Linked DNA regions of Gossypium raimondii: region 1 is linked to region 2. A link is a contact called in public Hi-C data. All regions are on one chromosome and are shown on one strand. The core of a region is the stretch at or near the end of the contact, and the rest is flanking DNA. Distances in the headings are between cores, read along the strand shown. Region 1 has its middle 40 kb from the start of LOC128035318. Region 2 holds the start of LOC105763388 (probable LRR receptor-like serine/threonine-protein kinase At4g37250).

Region 1 (3,846 bases), core at 784-3,283, 150 kb before region 2:
TATCTTAAACAATAAATTTTATTATATTGAAAAAATGGGATTCATGTCAATAATTTAAATTTATATAAAACAATCTATACATAATATATCTATAATCTGTAGTTTAATTTTTTTATCATTTATTATATTACTAAATTAACATTAAAATAATTTATTAATAATTTATTAATCATTATTACATAATAACGAAAGTAATATTATTTAGAAAACTAATTATTGAGTATAAATACTTGTATATAAAATTTTAAATAAATAATGTTGAATTAAATTTTGTATTTATATTAAATTACATTTATTATTTTAAATAATTATTATTTAATTAGTGTTACATTTATATATTAATTAAATTTAAAATTTAATATTATAAATTTATAAAAACTTTACTTTCATTCAAGTAAAAACCAGTTGATAATATTATTTGATTTCTTCGACAAATAACATGTATTTAAATCAAAACATTTTTCAAATGATTATTACTTGAATCATGGAGATCACAGTTGCAGGAACACTTGATAGTTCGAATAACAGTGTCGGAAGGGAAAGAAAGAAAGTTTGAAGGAGATCGGAGGTTACTACAGAGTCAGACGACCTTACGGTTGATGGTAATGGAAGACAGATTCCAGATCCCAGAATGGCTAAGGCTTCATACAAGGCCACGCTGTTGGGCATGGCTCAGAATCTGGACCAAACAGATAGGATGGAAGAGGTCTTCGAGCTTTAAGAGGGAGATGTGATAACGGAGGTGGTAGATGGAGTACCATCGATCACCTTCTCGAATCGTGTTCATAAGTTTATTGAGCGGAATATGTCGAAAACACTGATTGTAAAACTTTTGGGCCGTAGAATCAGGGATTTAAATAGCGATCCATTACCGAAATAATGGCAGTTATATAGCGGTAGCGGCACCGTCCGAAACGGCTACTGTCGAAACCGCTATTATATTTTACAATAAATTGTTTTAAAATTTACGACCACGATACTCGCAATGACTGCAATAGCATCCATTATGTCCACAGTCGCCGCAACCGCAATTTAAATACCTACGTAGAATAGGTTTTCATGCTTTGCTTAATAAGATTAATACAATGTGGAAACCTTTGAATCCTGTTCAGCTAATGGACTTGGAGAATGATTTCTACCTGGTTCGTTTCAACAATGAGAAATACTATAATAGTGCTGGTAGGACGTCCGTGGGTAGTTTATGGACAGTATTTAACAGTGCACCCTTGGTCACTGGATTTTTCTACCGCCAATACTGGAATTGATGTATTGGATAAGACTACCAGGTTTACCAGAAGGCTATTACTCCGAATTTTTTGCTTCGTGCCATCAGGCAAGCTATTGGCCCGGTTGTGAAACTAGACACTCACATAGACTTTGCCAGGAGGGGCAAGTTTGCGCACTTAGCTGTTTGTGTTGATCTTAAGAAACCGTTGGTACCCAAAGTAAAGATCAATGGCCGGACATAGCGTGTTGAATATGAATCATTGTTGAACGTTTGTTTTAACTGTGGTCTCTATGGTCATAGTGCTGAAGGATGTGAGAGAATGAAATCTTCATCATCTGATGTTGGTAATGGTAGTGCTTCCGTGGTTGATGAAAAATAAGAGCTAGAAAAAAAGAGTTGAAGAAGAGAACTTTGGTTCATGGATGTTGGTCAAACGTCGGCAAAGAGGGAAAGGTCGGAGCAGCGGGGAAACAAGGAACGTAATTCAGGGAATGATTCCAGAACAATCTGGTTAATGATGATGGCGCATTTAATGAATTTGACAAACCGACAGAACAAATAAATATAAATGAAAATGAGCGTGATGTAAGGGTGTCATCCATCAAAGGATCTGCTGGCCCAAGAAGAAATAAGTCGAATGCTAAAGGTAAAGGATTTTTGTTAGGGAATGGGTCCAAAGTGGGCTTTAAAATTTTGAGGCTTATCAATAAGAATATTGGGTCTTCAACTGGAATGGGTCAGAGGCCCACGAATGTTAATTTTGGCCTGAACACCAGCAAGGCTGCTGGGGGTGAGCAAATCATGGGTTTCCAACCAATTACTTTAACAGCCAAGTTAGATAAAACCAAGCATCAGGCATTCCGGGCAAGTAAACAGTGAGAAAGAGAACAGGGGGTTGCTCAAGTATAAAATGGGTATGGAGTTGGGCAAGGAGAATGGGGTTTTTCGTTCTAGGGTAGCTTCCAGTGGCATTCTTCAAGGGCCGCGAAATCAGTTATCGGTCTAAGGGATTGCCAAACATCATAAATCGCCAGATGATTCTTTGAATATAATCTCTGGGTTGGAGCAGGGACATGCAATCACAGAGACAATAGTTGGCAATCCGAAAGATGATGAGTAGATGGGTACTACGGTTCCTACTAACGCCAAGGTTATTTGTTAAAACGCAATCTGTTGTTGGGTTGTTGTTTTTTTCGCTCTGCTTTATATGGACACAAATATTAATTTTTGGAATTGTCAAGGTACGAGACATCCGCGTTTTCATAAGTTTGTTTCTGAGTATCGGAAAGAGTTTCAGCCAGAGATCATTTGTCTTTTTGAAACTCGGACAAGTGGTACGCGAGATGACAGAATTATTTCTAAATTTGGAATGGCTCAATCTTGTAGGATTAAAGCTAATGGTTTTGCCGGTGGAATATGGATTCTGTGGAATGAGACAGTTTTAGTTTATATTTTGGCTATTCATCGTCAAATGGTCCACATGAAAGTTTGCAGCGAGATTAGCTCTTCTAGTTTTCTATGCACAGTGGTTTATGCTAGCCCGTAACAAAAGAAGAGGAAGGATCTCTGGAATAACTTGGATGTTATGGAAAATTCGATTTCAAAATCGTGGCTAATTGTTGGTGATTTTAACTCGGTGTTAGATGGTTCGGAGAGGGTAGGAGGTGTTGTTCAGGCACGACTTGGTTGTAAGTGGTTTCAGTCTTTCCTGTTTGACAATAAGATTTGGGATTTGGGTTATAATAGTCCTCAATTCACATGGAGTAGAGGGAACCTGTCTCGGAGAGTTGATCGGGCCATTTGTAATTCAGAGTGGGACTTCTTTGCACCAAACTGTATGGTCCGTAATCTTTATCGGCTGAAATCCAACCATTGTCCAATTTTGGTCTCTCTAAGCCTGATTGTTCAAAGGGATTGTCGCTCATTTCAGTGTCTAACTAGTTGGATGCTACATGCCGAGTTTAAAGACCTTGTGAGGAAAACTTGGAGAAATGATATAGGGATTGAAAGGAATTTAGAATGTTTTCAAAATGTGGTGCAAGATTGGAATAAACGATTTTACGAAAACATCTTTTTGCGTAAAAGGAAACTTCTAAATTGAACAGGGTGCAAAAAATTCTAGATTTAATGTCCTCGTTGTGTCTCCATGAACGTGAATTAAACTTAGGCCAGGAGGTTGAAGAAATTTTAAATCATGAAGAACTAATGTGGTTCCAAAAATCTAGATCGAAATGGCTTAAATATGGAGATAGAAATACAAGTTATTTCTATGGACGCACTCTAGCAAGATGAAGAAGGAATAAGATTAAAGGGTTGAAGGTTCGAAATGACGAATGGTGTTTTGATGATGATTTTTTGAAACATGTGGTGAACTACTTCAAAGACCTGTATGCAACAGAGTATCCGATCAATGGTTATCCTCCTAGCCAAGGTAAGTTCCCACTGATACCCACGGCTGATATGGAATGTTTGATGTTGTCTATTTCTGATGATTAAATACGCAGAGCTATTTTTAGTATGGTACTCTTGAAGGCTCAAGGAACTGACAAGTTCCATGCTAAATTCTATCAGGAAAATTGGGATATTGTTGGTAGCTCGATCTGTTCTATGGTTCGGCA
Region 2 (4,115 bases), core at 30-2,529:
GCCTTAATTATACTATAACAATGTAGGTAAAGCTGCCACAAACAATTAAAAAGAAAATGAAATAAATCAAACCCCAGGTGTGAACAAAATTACAAGTTTAGATCTTAAGATTCTGCAAAGATGGAGTGGGCATTTGCTGAGAGACGAAGAAGAATCCAAAAGCTTTCCCCCATTGTCTTCAAACTCAAATCTGCCAATAAATTAAAAAAAATGGGAAATCTAGGACCCATAGCTGGAATCTTACAAAATGTTGAGAAGAAATTAGCTATGGACAGCCTGATCAACTTGTATGCTGCCAAAACCAGGACTATTTGGACAGGCATAGACCTGATTGATTATAGGTCGAAAAGTGTTTTTTTTTTTTTTTACAGAATAGTTTTAAATTTGGAGCTTCATTGTTTTCTTGAAAGCACTGAACCGAGTGTTGGTCGCTCATGGTTGGGGGCCCTGTTGAAATCACTTTCCTGAGGGAGGAATTTTCATGTTTTAAGGATATATAGGCTATAGGAGATGTAAACGTATGATTTTATTTAAGGATGATGGCAGATGGTCAAATTTTTGAAAAGGGTGGAGCAATGAATGAAGACCTAAAATTCTAATAAAACCATTAATGACGCTCTGGAGGATGATGTTAGGGTCCCCTTCACAATTATGTTGCCCCTACATCAATGTTTTTTTGGTTCATTTTCCCTCCCAAATTTTCTTTCCCTGCCTCTGTTTAATTTCCCCTACCACCCCCCAAGTTGATTTTCATAGGAAATGCACACAGTATGTTTCTTACACAGAATCATCTAAATTTGACGAAACATATAAAATTATTGATGTATGACCGATCGAGATTTGAGGAATATATGCTCATTCTCTTGTCTTTGTAACCCCATTCTTTTTCTTTTGAAAGAATCCCACCTTCGCAATTTTCTTTTATAGACATGATAATTCAAGTTTACATTAATAATTTCTATTAGATAAATTTTAACATATTTACCTAGAGAAATATTTGGTACAATCTACAAATTAATTTTTTCATAAAAAGTACACAATATTCACCCTTAAATCATATTAATTTTCTACTAATAAATATTCTCCCATTAAATTAATTTAAATATTTCCCAAAAAAAGAAGAAAAAAGAAAAGAGTTTGATTAAAGTCAATTCAAGAGAGAACAGTGCAACCTTTTCATCTTGACATGGATGTCTTGTAGCAAAGATGCTATTCTATAATTCTCATCTTGTAGCCTATAGGCTATAGCTTTACTTGATTTATTTATTTCTAAAACCAACTGTGAGATCATCAGCAAATAATCATTTCGATCAAACCTTAAAAAACCATATATTTTGCATATATATATATATGCAGATAGCTGCCAATCCAGAACATTTTTGGCTATATGAGACAAGTTTGTTTTTATTGAGCTGTGTATATATATTTTACTTTTTAGCTAACTTTCATCACATGGCCTCTCTGCAACTTCATTAACATAAATGATAAATCTCAGTTAGTTCCTTTCTCTCTCGTCTCCTTCCTCCCTTCTCTCTTTGTGTCTACTTTCACACAAGAAATGTGTGATCAGTTTGACAAATCATGAGTTCCTCCTCCAGTCTTAAACTCCATTTATGGTGGAGAATTCTTGTTGTGGTTGAGTTTCTTGTGGTTCAAGCTTTGGGGTTAAACACAGATGGGATTCTCTTGCTATCTTTCAGGTATTTGATTCTTAGTGATCCTCTAAATGTGTTACAAAGCTGGAACTCCGCCGACCAGACGCCTTGTTCTTGGAATGGAGTAACTTGTGGAGCAGTAAGCAACTCCATTAAAGGCGACCTTCGAGTTACAGGCTTGTCTCTTCCCAATTCTCAGCTTCTTGGTGCAATTCCATCCGATCTGGGCTTACTTCAACACCTTCAGAATCTTGATCTTTCCAACAATTCTCTCAATGGGTCTCTCCCTGTTTCCTTATTCAATTCGACCCAGATTCGGTTTCTTGATTTGTCAAACAATTTGATTTCCGGTGGAATACCAGAAACCATTGGAACTCTGCAAAACCTTCAATTCCTTAACCTTTCCGATAATGCATTGACGGGGGCTTTACCTGCAACTCTTACTACTATCCAGAATCTAACTGTTGTTTCTCTGAAGAACAATTACTTTTCAGGGAATCTCCCAACTAGCTTCCAATCTGTTCAAGTTTTAGATCTCTCTTCCAATCTTGTCGAGGGTTCCTTGCCACCAAACTTCGGAGGCAGCAACCTCAACTACTTGAATTTTTCTTACAACAGACTTTCCGGGAAAATTCCACCAGAATTCGCCGAGAAAATCCCTAGTAACGCTACCATTGATCTTTCCTTCAACAATCTTACAGGAGAAGTTCCGGATTCTGTCGTTTTCAAGAACCAAGATTCCAAATCTTTTTCCGGGAATCCTCATCTATGTGGCGAAGCAACAGAGCGTGATTGTCCAAGTCCTTCACCAACTTATCCTCCAGCAATGGCTGCCATCCCCAAGAAAACGGATCCCGGAGCTAAAGCATCACGGCGAAACAAGCTTAAACCAGGAACAATAGTGGGAATTATAGTCGGTGATATAGCTGGAGTAGGATTAGTAATTATGGTATTCCTTTTCGTCTATAAAATAAAGAGAAAAAACAGAGTACTGGAGACCACACTGAAGCAAGAAGCTAACACAGCATCCCCATCGTCAGAATCAAAAGTGTTTGCGATATGGGCATGTTTGATAAAGAGAGGAAAGTACGAAGAAGAATCCGACAGTACTGAAGAGGAAGATGATGATGATGATGATGATCAACGGCAGCAAGGGCAAGAAGATGACAAGAAAGGGACGTTGGTGACCGTCGATGGGGAAAAGAAACTTGACCTGGATACGTTACTTAAAGCGTCGGCATACATATTAGGTGCCACCGGGTCTAACATACTGTACAAGGCGGTGCTTGAAGATGGGACCTCCTTGGCGGTTCGACGGATTGGTGAGAACAGTGTGGATCGGTTCAGGGATTTCGAGACCCAGGTTCGAATAATTTCTAAACTGGTGCACCCTAATCTGGTCAGGATTCGTGGGTTCTACTGGGGAGTTGATGAAAAGCTTATCATCTACGATTTTGTACCAAATGGCAGCCTCGCCAACGCTCGTTACAGTGAGTCCTTTTCACCTTTTCAATTTTTCACATTTTCAAGGTTAAATATATAAAAATTATGTATGTGATATGCTCCTGTCAACGCTGAAGAAGTGAAGTCATGGCGGTGGAGTAGGTTTAACTAAAAGGTTGTCGTTTAATGCATGAGAAAGTCAAACATCGATTGAATATGAAAAGGACGCATCTTCATGCGTTTACATTTGTTAAGTATTGGCTTTTCTGTTTCAGGAAAAGTTGGCTCTTCACCTTGTCATCTTCCCTGGGAGGCTCGGCTAAAAATTGCTAAAGGTGTGGCCCGTGGGCTAGCATATCTCCACGAGAAGAAACATGTGCACGCCAATTTGAAGCCCAGCAATATCCTCTTAGACTCTAACATGGAACCCAAGATTGGAGATTTCGGTCTGGAAAGGCTAGTAACAGGTGATACAAGCTCTAAAGTGGGAATGTCAGCCGTAAATTTTGGTAGCAAGAGGTCGACAGCATCAAGGGATAGCCTCCAAGATGTAGTGGGACCTAGTCCCAGTCCAAGTCCAAGCCCGAGCTCATTTGGTGTATCGCCGTACCATGCCCCGGAGTCACTTCGGAGCCTCAAGCCCAACCCCAAGTGGGACGTATACGCATTTGGGGTGATTTTGCTTGAGCTTCTAACCGGGAAAGTTATAATTGTGGATGAGCTGGGGCAGGGAAATGGGGTGGTGGTTGAGGACCAGAACAAGGCATTGAGGATGGCTGATGCGGCTATTCGTGGGGATTTAGAAGGCAAAGAGGATGCATTGCTGGCTTGTTTCAAGTTAGGGTACAATTGTGCATCTCCAAACCCACAAAAGAGACCCACCATGAAAGAAGCCTTACAAATTCTTGACAAAATCCCATCTTCTTCCCACTATTATGGATACTGATAAACCCATTTGAGAACATTCAGACTACCTTGCTAGTAAAAATTGTATGTAATGATTGACTTACAGGTTTT

Evidence for each region. A called contact is a pair of places that touch in the nucleus more often than the background predicts.
Region 1: a contact with region 2 is called in a Hi-C map of leaf, with 2.9 times the contacts expected there. The contact joins the enhancer-like site here to the promoter of LOC105763388 in region 2. A contact is called at or near these places in 2 of 2 Hi-C or Micro-C datasets (both in leaf).

Annotation. Positions count from the first base shown.
Region 1 is chr12:15,340,493-15,344,338 of ASM2569854v1, reverse strand. No RefSeq gene overlaps it. Among protein-coding and RNA genes, the nearest start is that of LOC128035318, 40 kb to the right of the region's middle. Within about 2 kb of position 2,033, the one cell type or tissue checked has open chromatin away from gene starts, as enhancers often do. A contact at or near this core is called in leaf, where this site is marked.
Region 2 is chr12:15,192,155-15,196,269 of ASM2569854v1, reverse strand. LOC105763388 (probable LRR receptor-like serine/threonine-protein kinase At4g37250) reads left to right here and starts at 1,279. Exons shown (of 2, transcript XM_012581622.2): 1 at 1,279-3,145; 2 at 3,374-4,115. The coding sequence starts at 1,582. The coding sequence ends at 4,044.